2 separate regions of the Zea mays genome follow, and region 1 is linked to region 2. Evidence: chromatin contacts called from public Hi-C data. All regions are on one chromosome and are shown on one strand. The core of a region is the stretch at or near the end of the contact, and the rest is flanking DNA. Distances in the headings are between cores, read along the strand shown. Region 1 holds the start of LOC100274493. Region 2 holds the start of LOC542503 (Rho-related protein from plants 7).

The links. Hi-C and Micro-C count contacts between places; a contact is called where the count stands out from the background.
Region 1: a Hi-C map of bundle sheath shows a contact between it and region 2, with 2.6 times the contacts expected there. The contact joins the promoter of LOC100274493 here to the promoter of LOC542503 in region 2. A contact is called at or near these places in 3 of 25 Hi-C or Micro-C datasets (bundle sheath, endosperm and tassel).

What each region holds. Positions count from the first base shown.
Region 1 is chr8:126,305,696-126,311,711 of Zm-B73-REFERENCE-NAM-5.0, reverse strand. It overlaps LOC100274493, which reads left to right and starts at 3,704. Exons shown (of 10, transcript NM_001365847.1): 1 at 3,704-4,165; 2 at 5,286-5,372; 3 at 5,530-5,619; 4 at 5,869-5,960. The coding sequence starts at 3,836.
Region 2 is chr8:126,077,170-126,083,194 of Zm-B73-REFERENCE-NAM-5.0, reverse strand. LOC542503 (Rho-related protein from plants 7) reads right to left here and starts at 2,073. Exons shown (of 8, transcript NM_001112053.1): 1 at 1,827-2,073; 2 at 1,625-1,712; 3 at 1,431-1,540; 4 at 1,159-1,222; 5 at 1,013-1,077; 6 at 827-892; 7 at 562-674; 8 at 1-236. The coding sequence starts at 1,925. The coding sequence ends at 203.

The sequences.
Region 1 (6,016 bases), core at 2,455-4,954, 230 kb before region 2:
ATCTTTGTACTCTTATTGCCTTTTTACTCTTAGTTGAAGATTTTGGTGAGGCAATGGGGTTAAAGGGCCAAGATTAATCCCGTTTTGGTGCTTGATGCCAAAGGGGGAGAAAATAAGGCCAAAGCAAGAAATGGATCAGCTACCACTTGAGAATTTTGAAAAAGTAGAGTTAGAGTTTTTGTTTGTCTAAATACTCTTGTTTGTCTCTTATTGTCAAAGCATTGGTCTCTTGTGGGGAGAAGGCTTGATTATGGGAAAAAGGGGGAGTTTTTGAATCTTTGATCAATTTCTCTTGAAATATCTCTCTTTATGTTTCAACAAGTGTGTTTGACTTAGAGATAGGAAATTGAGTTTGATTTGCAAAAACAAACCAAGTGGTGGCAAAGAATGATCCATATATGCCAAAATTAAATCAAAACAATTTTGAGTTCTCATTTGTATTGATATTGCACTTCCTTTAGTTGCTTTTTATTGTGTTGGCATAAATCACCAAAAAGGGGGAGATTGAAAGAGAAATGTGCCCTTGGGCCATTTCTAAGTATTTTGGTGATTGAGTGCCAACACAAGTGGACTTGTGTTGATCTATGCAAAGTGATGGACAAAGTGCAAATCAAGTAAAAAGGTATGTTTCTAAGACTTAGTACATTGTTTTGGAGACTAATGTATTGTGTCTAAGTGCTGGAAACAGGAGAAATCAAGTTGGAAAAGAGATGGCTTTGATCAGCCAAAGACAACTCGATCTGGGTGCACTGGACTGTCCGGTGGTGCACCGGGCAGTGTCCGGTGGTGCACCGGATAGTGTTCGGTGCGCCAGGCCGGTGTCTGTCAACTGGCTGCTCTCGGGAAGCAATTAACGGCGTACGGCTATAAATCACCGGACTGTCCGGTGGTGCACCTGACTGTCCGGTGAGCCAACAGTCGGCCGGGCCAACGGTCGGCCGCGGAATCCGCGCACGACGTGTGGCAGAGCCAACGGTCAGAAGGGGGCACCGGACTGTCCGGTGTGCACCGGACAGTGTCCGGTGCGCCAACGGCTCGGAATCTGCAACGGTCGGCTTCGCCAAATAAGGAAAGAGATCCGCACCGGACAGTGTCCGGTGGTGCACCGGACTGTCCGGTGCGCTAGGCGACAGAAGGCAAGAATTGCCTTCTTGAAATGCTCTCAACGGCTCCTAGCTGCCTTGGGGCTATAAAAGGGACCCCTAGGCGCATGGAGGAGTACACCAAGCATTCCTTGAGCATTGTTGATCACTCACACTTCATTCTTGCGCACTTGTTTGACATTCTTAGTGATTTGAGCTCCGTTCTAGTGAGAACCTTGTGATACTCTTTTGAGCTCAAGTCTTGATCTTGTGTGTGCGTATTTGCTGTGGATTTGAGTGTGTTGCTTCCCTCCCTTACTCTAGTGCTTCATTGTGATTCTTATTGTAAGGGCGAGAGACTCCAAGTTGTGGAGATTCCTCGCAAACGGGAAAGAGTAAAGTAAAGAAGAACACCGTGGTATTCAAGTTGATCATTGGATCACTTGAGAGGAGTTGAGTGCAACTCTCGTCCGTTGGGACGCCACAACGTGGAGTAGGCAAGTTTTGTACTTGGCCGAACCACGGGATAAATCCTCGTGCCTCTTGTGCTTGTCCTTATTGTGTCTATTGTGCTTCACAAGAGCTCTCCTTTCTACTCACTTGATTTCATTGTTCTAACTCTTAATCAAGTTTGTGGTGTTAAGTTTTAAGTTTTACAGGATCACCTATTCACCCCCCCTCTAGGTGCTCTCAACTGGTGATGGTGGATATGTTAGTGCTTCTGATGTTGAAGATGAAGATACTGTTGGAGCTAACATTGTAGAGACTTATGATGGTGATGAAGAGGTTCTTGGTACAACAACGACCGAGACCTATAAGGCCTTGATTGTGCAACGAGCTTTGAGTGCCATAGCTAGTGACGACGACAACAGACAGCGCCACAACCTCTTCAACATGTTCTTCATCGTCAAGGACTGCCGTGTACATACCATCATTGACTGTGGTAGCTGCAACAACTTGGTGAGCCAGTCTCGTATACCTGTTGGGGGATTATACATGTTCTTATACATGTTTGTTTAAAGTGATATGCTTTTGTTGCTGATTCAGTGCAGTGTTCAATTCGTCTGTTGGGGATTAACTTTGAGATTTCCTTTCCTACTATTTTGCATGTATTATAGTTTCCACTTTGTCTACTAATGTGCCTGTAGTTTTCTGATTTGAGTTTTTTTATGTTTTAGCATTTGTTTAGAGCAGAATATTTAGGGAAAATGTTGTGTGTGTCACTTCATTAGTAACACCATAGACCTCAGTTGATACCAGGGTACAACACTTAAGTCGTTGTCAATTCTGTCATGTGTGATGTTGTAAAGGGCTGTAAAGTACTCTCAGTTGATTCATTTGGGAGGCATAATTAAAGAGTTAATTTGTATCGATCTTCTTTTCATGTCATTGTTAAATGTGGTTTCCTCAGTGTTCTACATAAAGATTTGTGATGAACTCAACCTTAAATTTAAACTAAATGCGGACTTTTTTTGTCTTGCTTGAGTTTTATTATATAGAGACAGTAAATAAATGGAAAATATTTTGTGAATTTTAATATGTGCTTTTATATGCAATTGGTTTAATCTTGCTCTGATGAAGTCTACCATTTTTTTTAAAATGCAGCTTGCTTTCGAGTTAGTAATAACCTTCACTGATCCTAGTTTAGATGCATCGACCAAGCTGCTTATCTGTCCCAGCACCATAACCTTGACCCAGCACCATAACCTTGACGCAAGCTACCAGACCAGGTTCTACATTGCAGTTCCTGGTACGTAGCACTACTGCCACTATCTGGTTCGCGTATGTACTCTACATTGCAGTATGCTTTCAGAGATTCACACGACTTTTGCATCTGTGATGAACACGGGAACCGTACGATGACCTGGTGCTGGCGATCTTGGCATCGGTGCTGGGCAGTCAGGCCATCATAAGCAGGACCTTCTCCATCATCAATCAGAGCCAGTCTCGGAGCTGCTTCTCCAGGGTGAAAGTCGTACACACGCCGCTGCAGCGGGACAACAGGTACTACGAGCGCGAAAACTTGCTAACAGTCATCAAGAACAACCCGTTGTGGCGCCACCTTAGCATGGGCCTGGACTATGATGACTCCAACTCCAACGATAGCGGCGTGTCGCCTGGCTCGGACCATGCAGACAACATAGAGGTCGCCACAGTGCCGCCGGCGCCATCGATCGTCAAGAAGCAGGCGAGGTTCCTGGTGGCCTCGCCCAGGAGCCCCAACGAGAACATGCTGGAGGAGCTGCACGAGCTGTGCGAGGCGCGGGAGGCCGACACCGCGTTCATCATAGAGCACTCGGCATGTGGAGACCAAGACCGGGTTGTCACTGCTCAAGAGGCTGACATGTGAATTTGATGGACGGCATGTGTCCTCAATGATCGCTCAGTGAGCCATAATGTCGTGAAAGTTCTATGTGCTTGTATGTTTCGTTTTTTTTTTATAAATCATACTATAATGCTATTTCTATAGGTGGAGGGTGATAAATATATCAATTTATCTTTATAGTTAATATTGTTGTAAAGATTTTGAACATGTTTGAATAACTATCTTATTTAAATTAAACCGTAGCATGCATAGTCACGTACCTAGTTTATAATTTAAGTGAGTAACTAGGATAGAGAACAAATGTTGCTTGCAAATGTTCGTGACTTCGTGTGGTCCCTAGTGAGGGCTGGAGCGAAACCGCCCGCTGTCTCGCGTCCGTCAGACAGCACGCACAGACGCAGGCGGGCGACGCACGGCAGTGTTGCCAATGGACTCGCGCTGCCCCCATCTGCTACTGCTCCTCCCTCTCCTCCTCTTGGCCGCCCTCCTGCCCCCGCCGTCGTCGGGGGTGCCGGAGGTCATCTGGCTGCCGACGAGCGGGGGAGCGGGGCCCTTGTCCTGCGCGCCGCCGGACCCCGCCGTGTACGACCGCCCCGTCATCGGCATCGTCTCGCACCCAGGGGACGGTGCGGGCGGCAGGATCAGCAACACCACCGCGACCTCCTACATCGGCGCCTCCTACGTCAAGTTCGTCGAGGCCGCCGGCTCGCGCGTCATCCCACTCGTCTACAACGAGCCCGAAGACCGCCTCCTCGAGGTTCGCGTGCTTCACACGCTCGCCTCGCCTCTACCGCTTTCTATCCTCTCCTCTTTTTCCCGGTCGCGTCCTGGACTCCAGTCCTGGATAGACAACGCGTCGTCGAGTTCCTGCAAGAGGGACAGTAGCTTCTTCGATGTGTTCGCAAGTACAACGTACTTCATATTTTTACGCGTTTCATGCTTGCATACGCAATTTCCCGAATTGGGATCTGGACGTACCGTGCCGCATACGGCTCTTGGTCCACCATAGCGCTGGTCAATTCTCACTGGTCGCTGTAGTATTTTGCAACAGCAGTCCTTGATTGTTCAGTTAAATTTCAAAATAATTCTCGGGAGGGAAATTCGAAATGAGATGGTCTGAATCTCACTCAGCCGATGCCCCTGATCGTATGGTAGTACCGATCCTGATAATTTAGGCAATTTCCCAAGTGTCAAAATTGCTCGACGAACATGTCAGGGCTGGGAAGACTTCCGCTAATGGGATGACCGATCACAATTCGAGTTAGTTGTTGGAGTGAACAGTTTCAAGCGTAAGCAACCTACTCAGGAGTGTTTGTATATTTTAGATCTGAATGGGGGTCCCCAAGCTACTGACGGTTCTTACTCAGAAGTATTTGTATATTTCATATTTTAGATCTGAATCAGGATCCCCAAGCTACTGACAATTCTTCCTTTCTTTTCAATCACGACTTCTCACCACACTAGCTACTGGTAGGGCTGAAAAAAAGCTCGAGGCTCGCGAGCCGCCTCGAGCTTGGAGCGGCTCGGCTCGCGAGCTGTGCGAAATTAATTAATCTACAAAATAGCAATGGATATTGGACAATAGGGTTGTTTCTTAGCTTTTGATGATGAATTTATGACATTTCATAATTTGGATTACTGATAATATTGAATGGTGATTGTATATTCCACATTTATGTATTTTTAATTATTTTATAATGCAATAATATTTATTAGAGCGGCTCGCGAGCTGAGCCTCATTCTTGAGCTCGTGCAATGGGCGAGCCGAGCCAAGAGCTCGGCTCGTTTCCAGCCCTAGCTACTGGCCACTGGCTCACAAACAATTGCTTGTAGAGGCCCTGCGTTTAACACATTACCTTGTTGGCTCTTCCCTGCAGAAATTGAGTTTGTTGAATGGAGTGCTGTTCACTGGTGGGTCAGAGAAGGAAGGTGTATATTTTGACACGATAAAAAGAGTATTTCAGGTACGACGTGATTGTGAACATTGTTCGAAAATGGCATTGATATAATGATGTTGATTATTGTATGACCACACTCGAGTATCACAACCTTGGATTTTCTATGTTATTGAACCAAATAATCATGATTTACTAACAGTTCTTTTTTGTTTGTTTGTTTTAGTATGTTTTGGACAAGAATGATGCAGGTGAACCATTTCCTTTGTTTGCCCAATGTCTTGGCTTTGAGCTTGTAAGCATGATTGTCAGCAAGGTAATTTAACTTCTCATAAGTTTACCATATTGCCAATTTAACTACTAAAATATAAAATATAATATGATAGCTTATTGAATATTCTCAATTGTGAACTCGATAAAACTATACACAATGGAAGAGTAATGCTTAGTTTGAAGTTAGAATATCATTTGCTTGCCTGTGGTTAGGTACTGGAGTGAAGTACTGCAGCCTTCCTGTTTGCTTTGCCAAAAGTGGGCACTAATTGTTCTCTTGCCGTTGTGCTAGGACAATAATATCTTGGAGGCATTTGACGCCCAGGATCAAGCATCAACTCTTCAGTTTCCCAGCTATGCTTTGGAGGGTTCAGTTTTTCAAAGGTGTCTGCTTCATGCTAAGCAAATCTTTATTTTGCTACTGCTTGATGGGGACATTT
Region 2 (6,025 bases), core at 824-3,323:
TCCAGCAAACAACCTCTTACATAAACACTGCATTCTTGCAATTGTCAGTCCTTGAAGCCTAAAAAAACAAAGCATACGGCAGACGAGCTTAAAAAAACAAGAGCAGCAGTCATCCATGCGGCCCCATTAACTTGCCAGTCGCCATAGCACATAGACACCATGCCTTCACCTTCACCTCCTTCCAGATCAGTGTTCTAGACTCCTAAGCAGCGCACGTGCTGCCACACATGAGGTTCCTGCGGGCAAGACATGAGTCGTTACCAAAGAAAACACATCAGTAAATCAATTTTTTTTTGTTACAAAAGAATCGTTCCAAATGGTTTGTTCTTAAGTCCGAACAGAAGTCGATGAACCAGACGCCTGGTTTTTTCTGGCAAATTGACCAATAGACTGCTGGATTTTCACTGGATTGTAATCGCTATTAGGCTACGGTCAGCAGATCACGCATATAGCCGTGGCCGAGATTGAAATGATAGACGGGGATGAGTAAGCTTTGACTGCTGGAGATATTAGAAGGCATATGACCAACCAACTAGTATACGGTGGAAAGATGGAGCTTACATGATAGAGCACCCGGAGCCACGCCTGTTCTTCCTCCTGGCAGGCGTCGCCTCCCTCCTCCGCGGGGGCTGAAGGACCACTTTGATGGCTGTGTCGAAGACCGACTTGACATTCTAGTATGGCCAACAGTACAATTGAACAACAAACAGGTCAGTAAAATCAGTCTGTTACATTTACAAACAGTCCATACGTGTCTAGTAGTTTTTAATCAACCAAACAGCAACCCATCCATATCTGAAACAGGACATGGTCTCATGGCTACTACCTGCTGCGTTTTGGAACTGCACTCGATGTAAGCCGCAGCGCCGATCTGCCTCCTCAGTTCTTCGCCCTGCGTGAAAGGAAAAAAAAAAGAAGAGGAAGATGGAGTTAAAGAGAGACTGCATCACGCTTCTGATAACTGTCTGTCTGCATTCGGCATTGGAAATGGGTATACTATGGAAGAGCAAACCTGTGCCGTCGTGATCGTCGACGCTCCAGGATGGTCAGCAAGGTAGGCCCTGTGGTCACGGAGATCTGGACAGTTTCCAACCGAAATTCCTCAACTGACCGGCGTTAAAGCTCATGAAATTAAGGTCGCGTTCAGCACTTCCTCACCTAACTTGGTCCCGACAAGAACGACCGGGACGTCGGGCGCGAATCTGCGAAGCTCTGGCACCCACTGTTTCGTTGTTCAGGAACAGAATGGTCAGTTCAGAATGCTCCAGCCATCATTCTGAGAAACTGCTAGGTATATTCTGAACAGAATGGTCATCATTCTGATAAACTGCTCCACACAGGCACTTGCTCTACAGATCTAAAATTCCAAGGCTTTCCTTCCTGGCTTCTCTATCTACAATCACAAGCACGTGCTGATCCTACCACCATACCTTCTTAAGGACGTTCTCATAGCTCGCCCTGCTGATCAAGGAGAAGGCCAGCACGAACACGTCCGCGCCCCTGTAGCTCAGTGGCCGCAATCTGCTGTAGTCCTCTTGTCCTGAACGGAACAGAGAAGGAAGGGAACACATTGATAGAGCAGCTGTAGAGATTCAGCCGTGGGAGCGGAAGCAGCAGCCAGTACCTGCAGTGTCCCAGAGGCCCAGGTTGACGATGCTGCCGTCCACGGAGACGTTGGCGCTGAAGTTGTCGAACACCGTGGGGATGTAATCCTGTCAGGAACCCAGAGAACAGGGCGCCGTCAGTTTCAGCGAGCAGTGCAGTGCAGTGCAGAGCAGAGGACGGAATGAGTGTCGTGAGCTCATGCATGAGCGTCAGTGCGTTACCGTGGGGAACTTGTTGCTGGTGTAGCAGATGAGCATGCAGGTCTTGCCCACCGCGCCGTCCCCCACCGTGACGCACTTGATGAACTTGGTCACGCTCATCTCCTCCCAGCCCCGGCCTCTCCTTCTCACAACAGGCGGCGGCGGCGGCGGCGGAAGGCACTGCTCCGAGGGCAAGCAGCAAGCCAAGAGAGCAGGAAGCGGAGGAACAGAGACAACGACAACGGTTGCCTTGCTTTGCTTATCTTCTACGAGAAGGAAGGCAGGCAGGCAAGGCAAAAGGCACCGCACGGGCACCGGCCTCCCGCATTTACAGAACTCGCCGCTCGCAGCTGGCTGCCTGGGTGTGCACCCTGCTCTGCTACCCGCTGGCCTAGCTAGGGAGTAGGGAGGCGTTACGGGCCCAGGCCCCAGGGCCGCCCAGAGACCAGACGAGCTGACAGCCGCGCGGTGCTGGCACTGCTCCTTGCCGTGATTACCCATAGATTGCTTGCTCTCGTGTTACTGGAACGTATCCTGTGCTGTGTATCATCACTTCACGACAAACCTGAACGCACGGCCCATACTCGGCGGGGTCTCCATTTGATTTGTTGTACACGTGAAAGAGCTGAATATTTCAAATTTCTTATTACTAGACTACTAGTAGTACTATTTTCTACTCGTGTAAGTGTAATCTTTCACACTGAAAGCGTTCAGGTTTGCTGCGCTCGAGAGCGAGAGCCCCAACGTTCAGGATCTGGGGGAGCGTTTTATTCCCCCGAAAGAAAGCGAAAAGAGTAAAGCCCGACGCTGCCTTTGCCTTGGCTTCGCTCCACGCCCTCCGTCCAAAGTAGTTGACGTAGATTTAGTCATAGAATTTTGAAATAAGCAAAAAGATGTAATACACATAAAACAAGAACTAAAATATTATATATATTAAATAATTGTATTAGAAAACAACTATTTAGGCGGAGAGAGAGAGAGTATTAAAAATCAACAAAGCCCAGCACACCACACCCACTCCCATACCCCGGCACGCGGCGCGGGTGAGGGATCCTGTCTCCTCGTGGCCGAACCTAATCCACAGGACAATATATTACTCATTCCGTTCACAGTTCAGTAACCGAACAAAAAAAATTCAAAACCCTGAAAAAAAATTAAAAGGCTTCGCTTCGAATTAAATCTAGCTGTTCGAACTGAAATTGTAGAGACAAAATATTATAGAATTAATACAAGTCGATATAGGTTAAAACCAGAACGGACATGCTACTGAACTTCGTTCAATTGTTATTAACGCTAAACTGTATTTTACTCTTAAATTATATGTAGATGTTCATTATCTGTGTGTTTGGTTCATGTATCGTCGGAGCTTGGTCCATCGTAACCTGCCTTTTGGTGAAGGTTGACGAACCAAAATCATATGGACTAAACCTGATGTAGGTCATCGGCTTTTCGATATGGAGTTTATTCAATAAAGCACCAATATAAAGGCCGTTTCGGATTGTATATTTCTCGGCCATGACCATTTGATCAATGGATCAAAAGGAATAGAATGGAGGTGCCCCCCAGTCTGGATAGACGAAGGGACTATACATGTACCATGGATTCATCATCGTGCCATTCCATGTTTGAACAGGATAATATACCGACGATGAGTAAATAGGTGGAAAGTACCCTGGTCTCATAGAATGAATAGGCGATGCTTGTTGTGTCGCCTTTCGGGTCGTTTTGTTTGACCGTTTTGTTTTAGCAGGTGACCGGGGTTTCTTTGTTGACCGATTACGTGGAACAGTCTTTGTAGGAAACGGGTGACGCCTAAGAGGGGGGGTGAATTAGGACTTCTAAAACTTTCGCTAAACTAGGCCACAATTAAATCCCTAGAGCAAAACCTATGCAAATAGTCAAACTAGAATGTGCAAACTAGGTTTTGTCTAAGTGTTGCTATCTCTACCGCAAAGGCTAAGTTTCAATCTACACTAGATATGTATGAATACAAGATTGAAACTTAAATGCTTAATATTAATGCGGAAACTTAAAGAGCAAAGTAGAGAAGCAAACTCTCGTGGATGGCGCCGGTATTTTTACCGAGGTATCCGGAACCGTGCAAGGTCCCGACTAATCCTCGTTGGTGCCCCTACGCGAAGGGAAGCCCACGCGAGGGCCAAGCACCTCGGTCGAGTAACTCCGTAGAGAGCCGCGGGCCTTCTCCACGCGCAAGTGGTGCTCCGCTTCCGGCTCCTCTCGGACGCTCCCCGCCGTCTCCACTATCGAGCTTCCGGCCGAAACGCCGCGGGCCTCGTTCCCTCCGGTACACGGTGGCGGCCGTGACACAAACGCGGTTGTCACGGTCTCGCAAGACTCTTGCCCCACTTGGTACAATTACAACGACTCACGCAAGAGCCGAGGGGTTGTGTGGTTTTACAAAACTCACTCAACTAACTAGGGTTCACCTAGAGCAAGCGCTAAAGCGGTCTAACTAACCTAAGCACTTCGCAAAGCACCTATGCTAATCACCGAGTGATTCTATTAAGCACTTGGGTGTTTGAGCTCTTGGAAATGTGCACTATATGCCTTGGTATGTTGCTTGGGCTCTCACACTTGAGAATGGCCGGTTGGGGTGGTATTTATAGCCTCCACACCCCCAACTAGCCGTTGGACAGAAAGCAGCAGCTTTCTGTCGTCGGGTGCACCGGACAGTCCGGTGCACCACCGGACACTGCACAGTAGATGTCCGGTGCACGCCACGTCAGCCGACCGTTGGCGCCTGTAGCAGTCGACCGTTGGATCCGACCGTTGCCGTCTGCCCGTTGGCACACCGGACAGTCCGGTGCACACCGGACAGTCCGGTGCTACAGCCAGAGAGCGCCTGTCTGCGGCCTCTCTGCGCAGGCTGTCCGGTGCCTCACCGGACAGTCCGGTGCACACCGGACACCAATGTCCGGTGCGCCACCAGGCGCTGGCTGACAGCCCTTATCTTGGAATTCTTCGCTGATTTCTTCGGGCTTCTTTGTTCTTGAGTATTGGACTCCTATGCATCTTTTTATGTCTTCTTTTGAGGTGTTGCATCCTCATTGCCTTGGTCCAATTCTCTTCGCATTCTGTGAACTACAAACACAAACACTAGAAAACTTATTAGTTCACAGATTGTGTTGTTCATCAAACACCAAAACTCAATTAGCCAAATGGCCCGGGGTCCATTTTCCTTACAATCTCCCCCTTTTTGGTGATTGATGACAACACAACCAAAGCAAGCAAATAATACAAGTATTTGAGTGAAAATATGCAGTCTACTTGCTAAGATGCATGATTGTCCCCACAATGTGATATTATGGACTTAAGCCTCCCCCTAACTCCATAATTCACTTACTTCCTATTTTTGGATCAAATAACCAAAACCACTTGAAAAACCATTTGTAGATATAAAATTTTAAATTGGTGGTGTTTGGTGTTTGATATAGTTTTCATTGCTTTGGTCCCTAAACTTCTCCCCCTTTGGCATCAACCACCGAAAAGGAAGACATTAAAAGCAAGTAGGAAGTAAATAAAAGCTTGCCCTCATCAAGAATTGTATCAAATGATATCACTAGAAGGATATTAAATTGAACTATGTGAATGATACCACTTGAAGGAGTCCTCAAAAGATTACTCCCCCTAAATGAGTTGTCTCCTTTAGAAAGAGTTTTTCTCCCCCTTTAGAGATGAAGAAATACTCCCCTTGACAGAGATCCTCTACTTAGGAAAAAGCATGTGAAAATTAGAGGTGCAAGACATGATTTGAAAAGACTAACTTCCCTTATGCATAGGTAACAGAATATGAGTTAACTACTTATGCATTTTTAGCAACATGGAAGCATATGATATGAAATATAGTCTAATCAAATATTGGAGAAGACATGTAAATGATACTGAATGTAGTCTCAAAAGATACCAATTGAAGATCAATGGCGAGCTTGAGAGACATGAGAGTTCTTGGAGATTTCGCAGTGGAAGATTGTTGTCTATCTCCGGGGACTTCATTTTCCTTACAATGAGACTATCACATGAAATAGACTTGAAAAGGTGTTAGTCTCAAAGTGTTAGATTATAGAGTAACCTCCCCCTAAAGGTGTGCATACAAGTTGTGAATACTTGAAGGAGACATGCACTTTGATTTGATATCAAGAGGGGCAAATTATCCATAATCCAAACTTTGGCACATATAAGTTAAATGATGCAACTTGTAG